Regions from separate parts of the Mus musculus genome. Here region 2 is linked to region 1. The links are chromatin contacts, called in public promoter capture Hi-C maps. All regions are on one chromosome and are shown on one strand. Each heading gives the region's core, a stretch centred on a gene start, on an enhancer-like site or on the middle of the called end of the contact. The rest is flanking DNA. Distances are from core to core; before and after follow the strand shown.

Region 1 (6,438 bases), core at 1,456-3,955:
ATCGGAGAGGCCCAGGGGACAGGGACGCGTCCATGAAGGGAAAGGAGTCCTTGCTTTGGTGTCCACTTGGGACACTTGGGAGCCCAGCCTCCCACTAACTCCCGTTAAGGCGGAGGCATTATTCTAAATCGCAGTGTGGACATGCAGGCCGTGGGTGAGCTTTGCTCTTCTCAGGGGAAGACACTTCGCAGGAGTAGGTGTTCCGGTCCCTGCAGGCAGCCAAGTTCTGAGAAAATCCTGCATACCTACCACCACTGGTGCTACTGGACTGCACCCGCTGAAGGATGGCTGGTGTGAGCACGTGTCCGAATGCGCAGCCTAAGTGTTCCAGGACTTTCTAAGCTTCCATTTATTTTAACTGTACAGGCGTGGAAAATATTCACTGAATATCTTCCACGAATAGATTCACTGAATAGATTTCCTTGACTAAATCAAGAGCTCTGTTTGAATTCCCTCGAGCAAGGTTTTTTTATCTTTATTTTATTATTTGTTTTTTTTTCAATTGTTGGTCATATGCACCCCCACAAATTCAACACACATACACACCTTCTTTACAGTTATTAGTGGATTTTTTTTTGTTTGCTTGTAAGAACTCACTAGGCGACGAACTCTTCCGGCAGCCTTTTGAATAAAAAGAGTGTTACATACGCAAGACTAAATATCCTGATGGGGGTAGCCCGTCGAGCCCCGCCCCATTATTCCACAACCCAGATGGGATTCGTGATTAGGAAATAAAATTGGCCAAAGCTGTCTCGGAATCTCCCTCTCTCTTCTAATTTCATCAGCAGTATTAATCAGCGCTCAAAAGAGCAAAGAAATAACAGTTATTTCCAGATCGAAATATTAATGGATTGTAACTCATTTTAGTATTTCTAACTTTATAAAGACTAGCAACCATTACAACACTTTATATATTTTTCTCTCTTCAGTTGGTGGTTTTAAAAAAAATCATGGATATAAAATCATAAGATTTCTTTCCTCTGAGTTAACTCACCTTGACAACTGTCCCCATTACAATGTACTACTCAAGTGGATTCTGTTGAAAAAACAAAAAACAAACAAAAAACCAAAACCACTATTTAATTTCCAAGCCAGGGTATTTTCAGAGGGAAACCCCAAAACGATTAAATGCCTTCAGTGGAATTTAATCTAAGTCAAACTCAGCAAAAATCTAGGCTCACTTCAAGAGGGAAAAAATGTTTCTCTCACTTTGAGTAAAGTGACATTTTCTCTACAGCTATGACATTTGATGCGTCTTGGCTATTTGTTCCCTGGTGAGGGGCTTCTTAGGGATCTACTTCTTTCCCCAAGAAAAGAACCTTCTGTGTTTTCTCAGCCATTAGCAGGGAAGAGATCCCTAGACAAGTTGCCGGGTCTGGGTCCAAATCTGGCGTCTAGTGTGGCGTGTGTGTACCAGGGGTGTCCTTCGTTGTTGTCTCTTGCCAGTGGCACGGGAGGAAGCGGCTGGTCCTCTCAGGCTGCAGGCTCCCTCTGAGGACAGATTGGCCACCCCCACCTCCCCACACCCCCGGCAGCACGCGTCTCTTTTGCGTCCAGATTGGCCGCGACCCGCGCTCAATAGCGGGAGGTTAATTTCCTTCACAAAGGTGAAGGGGGCACGACTCCGGGGGGGGGGGGCCCCCGCGCCCAGACAGGCGGTTGCTTTATTCCGCAGCGCCTTGATTGGAGCCCTTGATTTAGCATCTGATGTCAACCCACAGACAAAATGCCCGCTCAGAATGAAAATGCATGAGGCTGCGCAGAGGGTGAAAACCAACTTCACCGTGCGTGGCCCACTTGGGTCAACTCCACAGGCGTTGCCTACGCCCTGGACAGCGAGGAGGCTCCTGAAGCCTGGGTCCGACCCTGGCAAAGATGCCAATCCTCCGGCTTCAGGCATATTAGGGAAAGGAACGTAACTTCAGATATTCAAGTTCCTTTTGGAAGCCAGCCAGCAGGCCAGGGATGCAGCCTCGCATCCGAGGGCGATCGAAAACGTGCTATGCCAACAGTTTCTCCAACTCGAGAGAAGCTTTCGAGGCCCGCCGGCAGGTTGAGCCCGTGAGCCCAGACCCGGCGCTCCGCCGAAGCCCGCTGGCTCAACGTGTTTACTCTCTGAAGCCCGGGTTCCCGCGGCCAGAGCACGGTCGGGCCACTGGCTGTCCGGAGTTGAGTTGCGCGTTCCCCTTGCCGATGATTTTCCATACGACGCGCGGAGCTCCCGCGCCCTTCTCCCGCAGCAGCCGCGGCCCTCGGGTCGCCCCTGCCCCCACCCCATCAGCGCGCCCAATTTCCCCCTGGGCTCCGGCTCGCGGATTGAACCCTCCTGACATATTTGGGGCCATTCTTCTCCTTTGTTGCTATTTAGCTCGCGACCCGCGGGTAATCCTCGCGCGGGAGGGGGGCGCACATTGTCGTGCTGATGGACGGGCCCATTTGGCGGCTCCGCGCCCCCCGGAGGAGACACACAAAGCCCAGGCACGTGCGCCTCCCCATAGAGGAGCAGCAGACCGTGAAGGGAGGCGGGGCCGGGCGTGTGCCTGGGCCAGGCGGGGCGGCGGCGCCGGGCGCGGCGGGGCGGGGCGGGGCGGGGCGGCCGAGGGGCGCGCGCTGGGGCCCCGCGCCCTCAGGTACATCTGCCGCACCTACCGGGCGACCCTCGAGTCCCGGCCCCTTTTTTGCCGCTCCGTCGCCCTCCCGCCCTCGTCGGCGGAGGAGCTGCGGACGCTCTGATTGGCTCTGGGGGAAGCGGGAGGCGAGAACAATGGCCCCCTCCCCCCGTTAAAAGGGAGCGGCGCCCGGGCCCGGGGACAGGGACGCGCGTGCGGAGCGCAGAGCCGGGCCAGCAGCCGCGGGCACTGCGGGAGTCCCGAAGCCGCCGCGTGCAGGCGATGGGCTGGGGTCACTGAGGGCCGCCAGGGCCGAGCACGGAGGTGGGACCCAACCAGTGCGTCGCCCTTTTCACCGCGCCAACATGCCCCGCGGGTTTCTGGTGAAGCGCAGCAAGAAGTCCACGCCCGTGTCCTACCGGGTCCGCGGCGGCGAGGACAGTGACCGGGCGCTGCTGCTGTCACCCGGCTGCGGGGGCGCCCGCGCCGAGCCCCCGGTGCCCAGCCCCGGGCCGCTGCCGCCACCTCCGCCGCCGGCGCTCGCGGAGCGCGCCCATGCTGCGCTCGCCGCCGCGCTCGCCTGCGCGCCAGGCCCGCCGCCGCCACCCCCGCCAGGCCCGCGGGCCGCGCACTTCGGCAACCCCGAGGCTGCGCACCCGGCGCCTCTCTACAGTCCCACGCGGCCGGTGAGCCGCGAGCACGAGAAGCACAAGTACTTCGAGCGCAGCTTCAACCTGGGCTCGCCGGTGTCCGCTGAGTCCTTCCCCACGCCCGCCGCGCTGCTCGCAGGGGGAGGCAGCGGCGCCAACGGCGCTGGCGGCGGCGGCGGCGGCACCTGCGGCGGAGACGCGCTGCTCTTCGCTCCCGCCGAGCTCAAGATGGGCACTGCGTTCTCCGCCGGCGCCGAGGCGGCCCGGGGTCCTGGGACCGGTCCTCCACTGTCCCCCGCCGCGGCCCTGCGGCCCCCGGGCAAGCGACCGGCGCCCCCCGCCGCTGTCGCTACAGAGCCGCCCGCCAAGGCAGCCAAGGCCCCGAGCGCCAAAAAGCCGAAGGCCATCCGCAAGCTGCACTTCGAGGACGAGGTGACCACGTCGCCGGTTCTGGGGCTCAAGATCAAGGAGGGCCCGGTGGAGGCGCCGCGGGGTCGCGCGGGGGGCGCGACCCGACCCCTGGGCGAGTTCATCTGCCAGCTGTGCAAGGAGGAGTACGCTGACCCGTTCGCGCTGGCGCAGCACAAGTGCTCGCGCATCGTGCGCGTGGAGTACCGCTGCCCAGAGTGCGCCAAGGTCTTCAGCTGCCCGGCCAACCTGGCCTCGCACCGCCGCTGGCACAAACCACGGCCGGTGCCCGCGGCGGCCCGCGCGCCAGAGCCAGAAGCCGCCACCAGGGCGGAGGCGCGCGAGGCTGCGGGCGGCGGCAGCAGCGATCGGGACACGCCGAGCCCTGGCGGCGTATCCGAGTCAGGCTCCGAGGACGGGCTCTACGAGTGCCACCACTGCGCCAAGAAGTTCCGTCGCCAGGCCTATCTGCGCAAGCACCTGCTGGCACATCACCAGGCGCTGCAGGCCAAAGGCGCGCCCCCGCCCCCGCCGCCGCCGCCACCCCCCGCCGAGGACATCCTGGCTTTCTACGCGGGGCCCGACGAAAAGGCGCCCCAGGAGGCCTCGGGCGACGGCGAGGCGGCCGGCGTGCTGGGCCTGAGTGCGACCGCCCAGTGCCACCTGTGCCCAGTGTGCGGGGAGACCTTCCCCAGCAAGGGCGCCCAGGAGCGCCACCTGCGCCTGCTGCACGCTGCCCAGGTGTTCCCCTGCAAGTACTGCCCGGCCACCTTCTACAGCTCCCCGGGCCTGACCCGGCACATCAACAAGTGCCACCCGTCTGAGAATAGACAGGTGATCCTCCTTCAGGTGCCTGTGCGTCCGGCCTGCTAGAGTGCGCCCTCGGTCCGGGGGCCCCCAGAACTGTGCCTTCACTCGGAGACCCACAAAGAGAGAGCGCCCCCCATGCCTGATCTGGGGGTCCCCTACTCCCATTCCAGGGTGAAAGTGTCCTCTTCGCTTCGCTTCGGTGGAGCATGACCACCTGGTCTTCTCGCTGTGACTCCTTTGGACCCCAACCCCTTTGCGTTGTGCCCCCCCCCCCAAGCCCCATGGCGCAACAGGAGTCCGTCTCTTTCTGTACAGGGGAGGAAAAAAATGCTGTATACGTTTGTCTCGTGGTTGGACGCCTCCTTTTGAGGGGCAAAGCTGTTTTTCTTGCTAGTATTCGCTGTGTTCATGGTCTAGAAAATGCGGTTTGCTCTGCCTACCAATCTCTGCTCTCTATGTCTGTAGCGTACGGGTTGTTTTGGGTGAATCTTGAGGAATAAAATGCCTTTATATTTCACAGGCTGTAAATTGAACTTCCCACACGATTAGCTTTATTATGGCTTGTGAACTGCTGGAGTCTGGCTTTACCTTTTTGTATGTGAACAAATCAAATTGCTTAAAAAAGAGTTTTCTTTAGTATAGCCACAAATGCCTTGACCTGTTGTCTGTTGGGGATTGTTTTTTGGGGGTGGGAGGAGTTCTAACGAGATGCTGTAGTAACTGCCTCAGTATATCCCGGAAGACTTTTGGTTTAATCATCTTTGTTGAGGTAGGGCTATTGAGTTCCTTTGACATGTATATGTTGATTGATGCACAATTGTTATTTATTCTTTATTTATTTATATTAATTATGAAGATTATGATATTATTTGATTGCAGATTCTCTCTCTCTCTCTCTCTTTCTCTCTCTCTCTCTCTCTCTCTCTCTCTCTCTCTCTCTCTCTCTCTGAGCTTTCCCCCTGCCACTTTTGACATTTCACTGTGCATTTTAGGAAAGAATCGTTTTTTCTAGAGGGGTCTGCTGAAAGTTTTAACTTTTCTATCTATCGAGGGAATTACAGACAACATACCATTTTATTCTGCTTGAGGGGCCCCAAGGCCCTTGTACAACCGACAGCTCTTACTTTTAAATGCAATCTCTTTTCTACATACATTATTTTCTTAATTGTTAGCTATTTATAGAAAGCTTCGATAGAACTGTTTCAACTGTATAAATATTTACTATTCAAATAAAATATTTTCAAAGTCAAAATATTGTGGTCTTATTTCAGCATCAAGTAGTTCCCTCCAAGGAGGATCTAAAATAGATTTTAAATGGTGTTTTTTAGTGGTTTCTTAAAAGCACCCTTCTTCCGATGGTTAGGAAAATTCCTCCTCTCTCACAAGAATCGGGGATTTTTCACAGCTGAACCTGTATGTCTTAGATTCTGCCCTTTCTGACAGAAATGTACTAGATAGTGAGTGAGAGCCAGCCATACATAAGCATTCTTTCAGGTGTGCCTAAGAAATCAAAAGAAACTGCCCTCTGCACAGCAGATACAGGGCACCACTTTTCTTTAGCATATCCTTCCATTGTCTGTAATTTGGTCATAGCCATTCCTCAAATATAGTGGGGGAGAATTTTAATTATTCTAAAGGGCCAAGTAGGAGAAGGCAGAAACTGTATATATGGATGTAACACAAGTTTAGCGACTGGGTTTGGAGAGAGGGCTCTAAAATAAGTTTCCAGTCAGGTAAGCCAACCACTGGGCGCAGGAGCAGGGGCGAGGGAGTGAACACCATCTGTTTGGGGTATTAAATTTAATAATAGGCAATTACAATGTTTTCCGTTATTTGTCACTCAGCTCTTTGAAGAAGGGTTCTGTTGATCACCCACAGTATTCTGGAAAGTGCGATTAAGGAGCAGAACCACACTGCACAAACCAGTGTGCTCTGGATTTTGTGTCACTCTCCTGCTTTTT
Region 2 (6,438 bases), core at 2,284-4,783, 110 kb before region 1:
CTCCCTCTCCTTGGAAAACTAGCAGGCAGGCAAACAAACAAACTGGAATAAAATAAAATTAACAAACAGGAGAAAAACCCAAAAATCACTATAAGCACACACACAAATTCTAAAAACACAACACCAGAAACTGTACATATAAGAAAAAAATAGGTAAAAAAGAAAGGGAACTGCAACCCTATAGGTGGAACAACATTATGAACTAACCAGTACCCCGGAGCTCTTGGCTATAGCTGCGTATGTATCAAAAGATGGCCTAGTCGGGCATCACTGGAAAGAGAGGCCCATTGGACATGCAAACTTTATATGTCCCAGTAAAGGGTACGCCAGGGCCAAAAAAAATGGGAATGGGTGGGTAGGGAAGTGGGGGGGGGGGTATGGGGACTTTTGGGATAGCATTGGAAATGTAATTGAGGAAAATACGTAATAAAAAAAGAAAGCCCAAACAAAGCATTATGAAATTAAAAATGTCCAAAAAAGCCATTCAGTTCACTTTGTGTTGGCCATCTACTAGTGGGCATGGAACCTGCCCCTGAGTGTGGTTTGTATACCCAGTGAGATTCTGTTGGAGAAAACTGTGTGTGTGTGTGTGTGTGTGTGTGTGTGTGTGTGTGTGTGTGTGTGTATGTCTGACATAGCTTCTAGGTTTGGGATGGGGGCTTTTGTCCACTTCCCCTCTCCATGATGGGACCCCATCTTCACCAGTGGACTTTCAAGTTCGCACTGATACTGTCAAATGTCCTTGAGGTCTTGCTAAACCTGCACTTTGGAAGGGAACTAGTTGTTACAGAAACAGTGTCATAGAGACATCTAAAAGCCATAATTTGCTGAAACTCCAAGCCACATCTTTGAAATACAAATATTTATATGTGTATGTATGTGTGTATGTGTATATGTACATGTATGTGTTTGTGTGTGATTTATTTCAATATCACTTGTACTCAAACCAAGTCTAGTGTGCAGTGAATGTTCAATAAGGTTTTAGTGACTACAAATCTACAAATGAAGATAGCTCATAATGTTTTTGTTTGGGATCTTGAAATAGGGTATTGCTATGCATCACAGGCTGGACTTGAACTGTTGATGCTTCTGCCTCAGCTTCCTGGGTTCTGGGATTATAGGTATGCACCATCACGACCAGCAGAGTCACAGCAAAACTTCTTACTCTCAGTCTCACCTGGAAATTGGTGGCCAATTGTGATGAAGACAGGCACACCTTTGGCTGAGATTGAGCACACTCATAAATCAATCAATCAATCTTTGTTTTTCTTGCAAGGATGCACATTGGCTGAGCAGGCTGAGGGAACTTCCTCTCACCAAATAACACCTTTGTCAGGCCAACTCACCCCAAGTTTTGGCCTTGATGGTTCAATTTGGAAGCCCACTACCTTCCTAAGCAAGTTATTGAACCCCTTTGTATGTTAGAGTCTGGATAATAGTTTCCTCACATGGGTTGTTGGGAGGATTTGAGGAGCCAAATGAGTTGTTCCCTAGTACAGTATCTCAGCCACAAAGAGAGTTCAATAGACACACCTGTTTTAAGTGTTAAGGTAGCCCTCCCTATCTGGGTTCCTTTCCAAGGTTTTAGTTACCACCAACCAACTGAAACTATTAAATGGAAACTTTTAAAGGCTATGAAAAACTAAGAGGAATTTCTTCAGTTTTAAATTGGACACTGTTCTCAGGAGCATAATAAAATCATATGTAGTCCCACGCAGGACAGGAGTCATTCTTTTGTCCAGTGTATCTAATCGGAATACTCTACAAACCCATTAGTCACTTAGTTGCCTTTCTGGTTATCAGAGCTACTGTTACAATATGGAAGTGTGTTTCTCTAAGTATTTTATTTAATGGCCTCAAAATACAAGAATAATGATGTTGATAGTTCAGTTTTGCATAAAGAAAAGCCACAGGATGCCTCGTTTAAGTGCATATGCAAATGTTTGTGGCAGGTGTGTATTTTTTGGAGAGATGTAGTATATGGCACTGTCCTCCATGGTTTCTGTCATCCAGTACTGGTCTCAGAATGGGCCATGTTGATGGAGATACTGTGACCCGAAGAAGTCCCTGGCATATGGATTTCAGCTCATGCTGAGTATACTGGTAACAGAGACCTCAAGAATATCAGTCTTCACATGAAAGATGGAAATCCACGCACACATGGTTGTGTGCATTTGTGTGTGCTGTGTAGAGGCATCGTGGCCTTCACGAGAGCCTGGGATATCATTAAGGACTTGAGCTCCTCTTTAACAAGGACAGAATGAACAAGCTTTATATTTGTTTATTCTGGATTGGGGAGGTGGGGAAATTTAATTGTCTCCAAAGACAGTGGACCAGGCACTGCCTATGGGTTGCCAGCACAATGGCTGTTCTAAGGGTATTAGCAGGGCATTCAGTGTTGTACAGAGGCCTAGAGCTCACACAGGTCCTGCCCCTGAACACGCTGCTCAAACACACAATCCACATGATCACCCTGACAGTGAGCAACAAGAAGATATCTAAGATGAAGAACGGTTCATTTTCTGGATTACCTCTTCTCAAAAGACTAAATGCTGCTGGAGGCCATGCCAATGCCCGTGATTCATACTGACAACAGAGATCATCATATTGATGTCTGTGATCTGTGCAGTTGGCAGAGACCAGGCTGATATCCATGACATATGTTGCTGCTGGCTGCTGTGAGTAAGGAAATGTCTATTGTAGTTCTCATAACCAAAAGTGAGACACATTGAAGGCTTCTGTGACAACTTTGTTCCCAGCCCCTCCCCCAAAGAAACAGTCCAGACAGAAAGCTATTGAAGAGAGTCTTTTGGAAATGTGATAAAGATGGTCAAGTGTAGCTCTTTACAACTGATGGCTTCTGATAGGGATTGGAGGTGATGAAGAACTCATTTTTTCTTTAAGGGGCTGGCCCCTGGGAGTTTGACCATGTTCCAGTGAGTATATAGACAACACAAACTGGACTTAGTGGGATTTTTTGGTGCGGGGGTGCATGAGGGTGGGAGGGTAGACCTGGGAAGAGTGGAAAGTAAGTGTGATAGGGTGCATTGTATAAAATTCCCAAATAATTAATAAAAATATTATGCCGGGGAGGGGAAAGACAGTGGACTAATACTTGGTCTGGACAGCCAGCTTGTTAAGGGCAGAAGATAAAGGCTCACTATCAAGTAGAAGAAGGGCATTGGGGACACGGGTGTCTACCCAAGGTCAAGTTTAACTGGTTACTTCCTGGGAAATAAGAACCCGGTGAAGGGTGATGGTCAAGGAGCAGTAAACGGGGTGATCTTGTGATCTGTATTTGCATGTCAGCAGAGAGAGACTGACCTGAAAAATCAAGCTACCAAGTACGGTAACAGTCAAAGATGGTCATGTAGTCATAGGTGCAAGTGATAGCCAAAAATAGTCATCTTTACATTTGGTGGCCCGGTGAGCACAACCACTTCCAGTTTATTTTCAAGTTAGTTGGAGGATCAGTGGTATTTGAGGGCAGAGCCAGGAAGTCTGGTGTGTCATAAAAAGAATAAGGCTGTGTTCCTTCCTGCGACCGGAAAGATGGGCTACAGCTCCCTGTTGCTGAGCTGGACAGCTAGTCCGTTTCCTCTTCATATGGAGGAATGTGGGTATTCTTTGTAATAGCTTTCTTTTACTATCACAACTAATTCTCATTGTATACAGGTGGCTGGAGATGCGGGCAGGGGAAAGCAACCAAAGATAGGACCCTTCTCTAAAGAATCTGAGAACAAAGAAGCTGAGGCAGGAGGATCGCCAAGAGTTCTAGGCCAGCCTGAGCTTTTAAAGAGTGAGACTTTGTTTATGGGTTAGCAAGATAGCCCAGCAGATAAAAACTCTTGTTGTTGCAAGACTGACAGCCTAAGTTTAGTTCCCAGAACCCATGGTGGGAAAATGAAAGCAAATTCTGAAAGTGTCCTCCGATCTCCACACGTGCACGTAGCATGCACATGCCTGCATTCATCTCTCTCTCTCTCCGTCTCTGTCTCTCTCTGAAAACACACACACACACACACACACACACACACACACACACACACACACACACAGTTGCATAACTCCTTACATCTACTGGCTGTGGTAGAGGAGCTTGTCCATCTCTTGGGTCCATTCCCTAAGTCCTAGGAAAAGCCAGACTTGGCTTTCCTGTATCACAGAGCGATTGTTCTAGAAGAGTAGTGGATAATGGACATCAGGGACAATGACTGTCCCAGGGAGGAGTAGACTACCCATTGTACACACGCAGATGTCACTTCAGAGTAGGGCCCTCTCCCAGCTGCTCTTTGACACCACGGTCCTCTGCTCCCAAAGGAGAGCCCAGTGGCCGCGATGCAAGCAGCTGGGACTCCACTTTCTGTCCTCTAGAGTTACAGATGTCAATTACCCCAGCTATGCTCGTGGCTCGGCGTCGTGGAGAACAGTGAGTGACGTCATGGCTCAAATGGTGCTCTCAAGTACAGACAAAACCAGGTGGGGGTGTCCTAATAGAACCCAGGAACTGAGACATCAGCGCCGTTTATGGCATTAATTGAAACTAATTGAAATTCATCTGCCCTTACCTCTGTACTTTCCGTGGAAATGAAAGGGAGGGTGAAAGTGAAAAACAAAAACAACAAACCACCCTAATGGCTTGGAATGGATCAATTATTTTCATCTGTAGCTAAATACAGTTTACTGCCTTATTAAAAGCATGTTTGTGGAGGAACAAACATTAAAATTCCAGTGCACGCGTCACCGACGACAGAACCTTTGTTACAGCGAATGCATTCTTCCCTTTATGTTTGGCAGGGAAAAATGAGGCAGGTCAGGCTGGGGTCAGAGAAACCTTATGCTCTGATTTATACAAAGCAGAAATAGTATTGTCTATTTGTAGGCAAGATAGGCTTTGTCAACAAGTGTTTTTTCAAAGTATCCTATGATTTTTTAAAAAATTCTTTCATTAACTAGCAAGTTCTTGATTTCATCCAGATAAAATTCCAATTAGAGTATTTTAAAATCCTGGATCGTGCATCCATTTGCAAGCACAGCACAGGCTCTGGCTGCTGGGTGGGAAGCCTTCTCCCTATGTCTGCATGTTCTGGGCCCACCCACTGGCTGCAATGTGACTTTGACCTCTCCACTCTGCTTTCTGTGGGGGTGGGGTGGGGTGGGGATAACAATAAAACCTATCTTCCAGGCCTGTCTGGGGATGAAGAGGTCATAGAGAATGACCATATGTCTCTTTTGAAGTGGACGGAGGAAACAGAAGTCTTTGTTAAACTAGGACAGAATAGGGCCAGAGAGATGATGGCTCAGAGGATGACGGGCTCTGTGAGCCAACTGGTGACATGAGCTTGAGCCCAGAGCCTGAGGGTGGAAGGAGAGAACTGACTCCAGACTGCTGCCCTCTGACCTCCACAAGCATGCCATGACAGCCATGTACCCCAGGGTTCAGAAAATAATAATAATACACATCATAACTATCATTATTATTATTTAAACAATAAATCTGAACAGAGATCAGGGGTGGTAGTACACACTGTGATCCCAGCATTTAGGAGAACCTTGTCTCAAAAATTAAAGACCACCCCCCCCCGACACACACCCCACTTTGTGGTACGTGTCGGCAATCCCAGGATTTGGGGGTCATCCTCAGCTACGTAGCCTGGAAGAAGGTGATCCTTCTCCAACTTACATACAAAGATTTTTTTTTTCATTTTTTTTTCTTGAGTTCTTGAGCTGCCTGTTTGCAGGTCAGGGTGTCCTTCCTGTCTTCCTCAGCTGAAGTCTCTCTAGAAGCCTCTTTCACCTTTTGGGGTGCCAAATGGGGGTCAGTGAGCTCCTGAGCTGGAACAGAGCAGGTTCTCCCAGTGTCTGAGCTGAAAGAACAGAGATCTCCTGGCCTCTTCTGACATGATTTCTTAGAAAGGTTGTTCCATTACTTTTGTAGTAAATGTCTGACTGGGGGGGAAAAAAGCACTGCGTTTTGTTCCTTGAACTTAATAGAAAGATTAACCTAGCTTTCCGTTCCTACAAAGTGTCTTACCCTTACATCTGAGGGGATTTTCAGACCCTTGACCATGTTACTGTAATCAGGAACCAGGAAGACAAAACTGACTCCCTCCATTAACATAAATCCCGGACCCTTCTGCCCTAAAGAGAGGACTAGAGGCAGGGCACCTTTCCCACAAATTCACTTCAGTCTGAAGCAAGGGATCTTCAGTCCACACAGATCTTCACTTGCATCACCTCCCCACACTTCCTCTCTGTCTGAGAGGTCAGTACTAAAGATGCTCCCATCTCCCCATCTCCTGGGAAGCTACTTGCATAGCTCCTTTGAAAGGCAGCTGCCACCAAGCAGGAGAGTGTCTTCCTGTTCCTTCTTGCCCCAAGGTCACCTTTGGGGCTGCCCTCTGGGACCCTGCCTTCCTTCCCAGGTCTGCAATCTAG

What was found. Promoter capture Hi-C pulls out the DNA fragments that hold promoters and counts their contacts.
Region 2: a contact with region 1 is called in a promoter capture Hi-C map of pre-B cells. The contact joins the enhancer-like site here to the promoter of Insm1 in region 1. A contact is called at or near these places in 4 of 39 promoter capture datasets (3T3-L1-derived adipocytes, the C10 cell line and pre-B cells), 1 of 15 datasets of contacts at CTCF or cohesin (pro-B cells), 5 of 484 Hi-C or Micro-C datasets (the C10 cell line, conventional type 1 dendritic cells, embryonic fibroblasts and 2 more), 7 of 115 datasets of contacts at active chromatin or transcription factors (SST interneurons, craniofacial prominence, differentiating embryonic stem cells and 4 more) and 1 of 9 other capture datasets (liver).

What each region holds. Positions count from the first base shown.
Region 1 is chr2:146,219,292-146,225,729 of GRCm38.p6, forward strand. Insm1 (insulinoma-associated 1) reads left to right here and starts at 2,706. Exons shown (of 1, transcript NM_016889.3): 1 at 2,706-5,729. The coding sequence starts at 2,975. The coding sequence ends at 4,540.
Region 2 is chr2:146,112,983-146,119,420 of GRCm38.p6, forward strand. All of the region lies in intron 21 of Cfap61 (cilia and flagella associated protein 61), which reads left to right. Among named protein-coding and RNA genes, the nearest start is that of Gm34629, 17 kb to the left of the region's middle. Within about 2 kb of position 3,534, at least 31 of the 459 cell types and tissues checked have an H3K27ac peak or open chromatin away from gene starts, as enhancers often do. A contact at or near this core is called in pre-B cells, pro-B cells and stem cell-derived motor neurons, where this site is marked.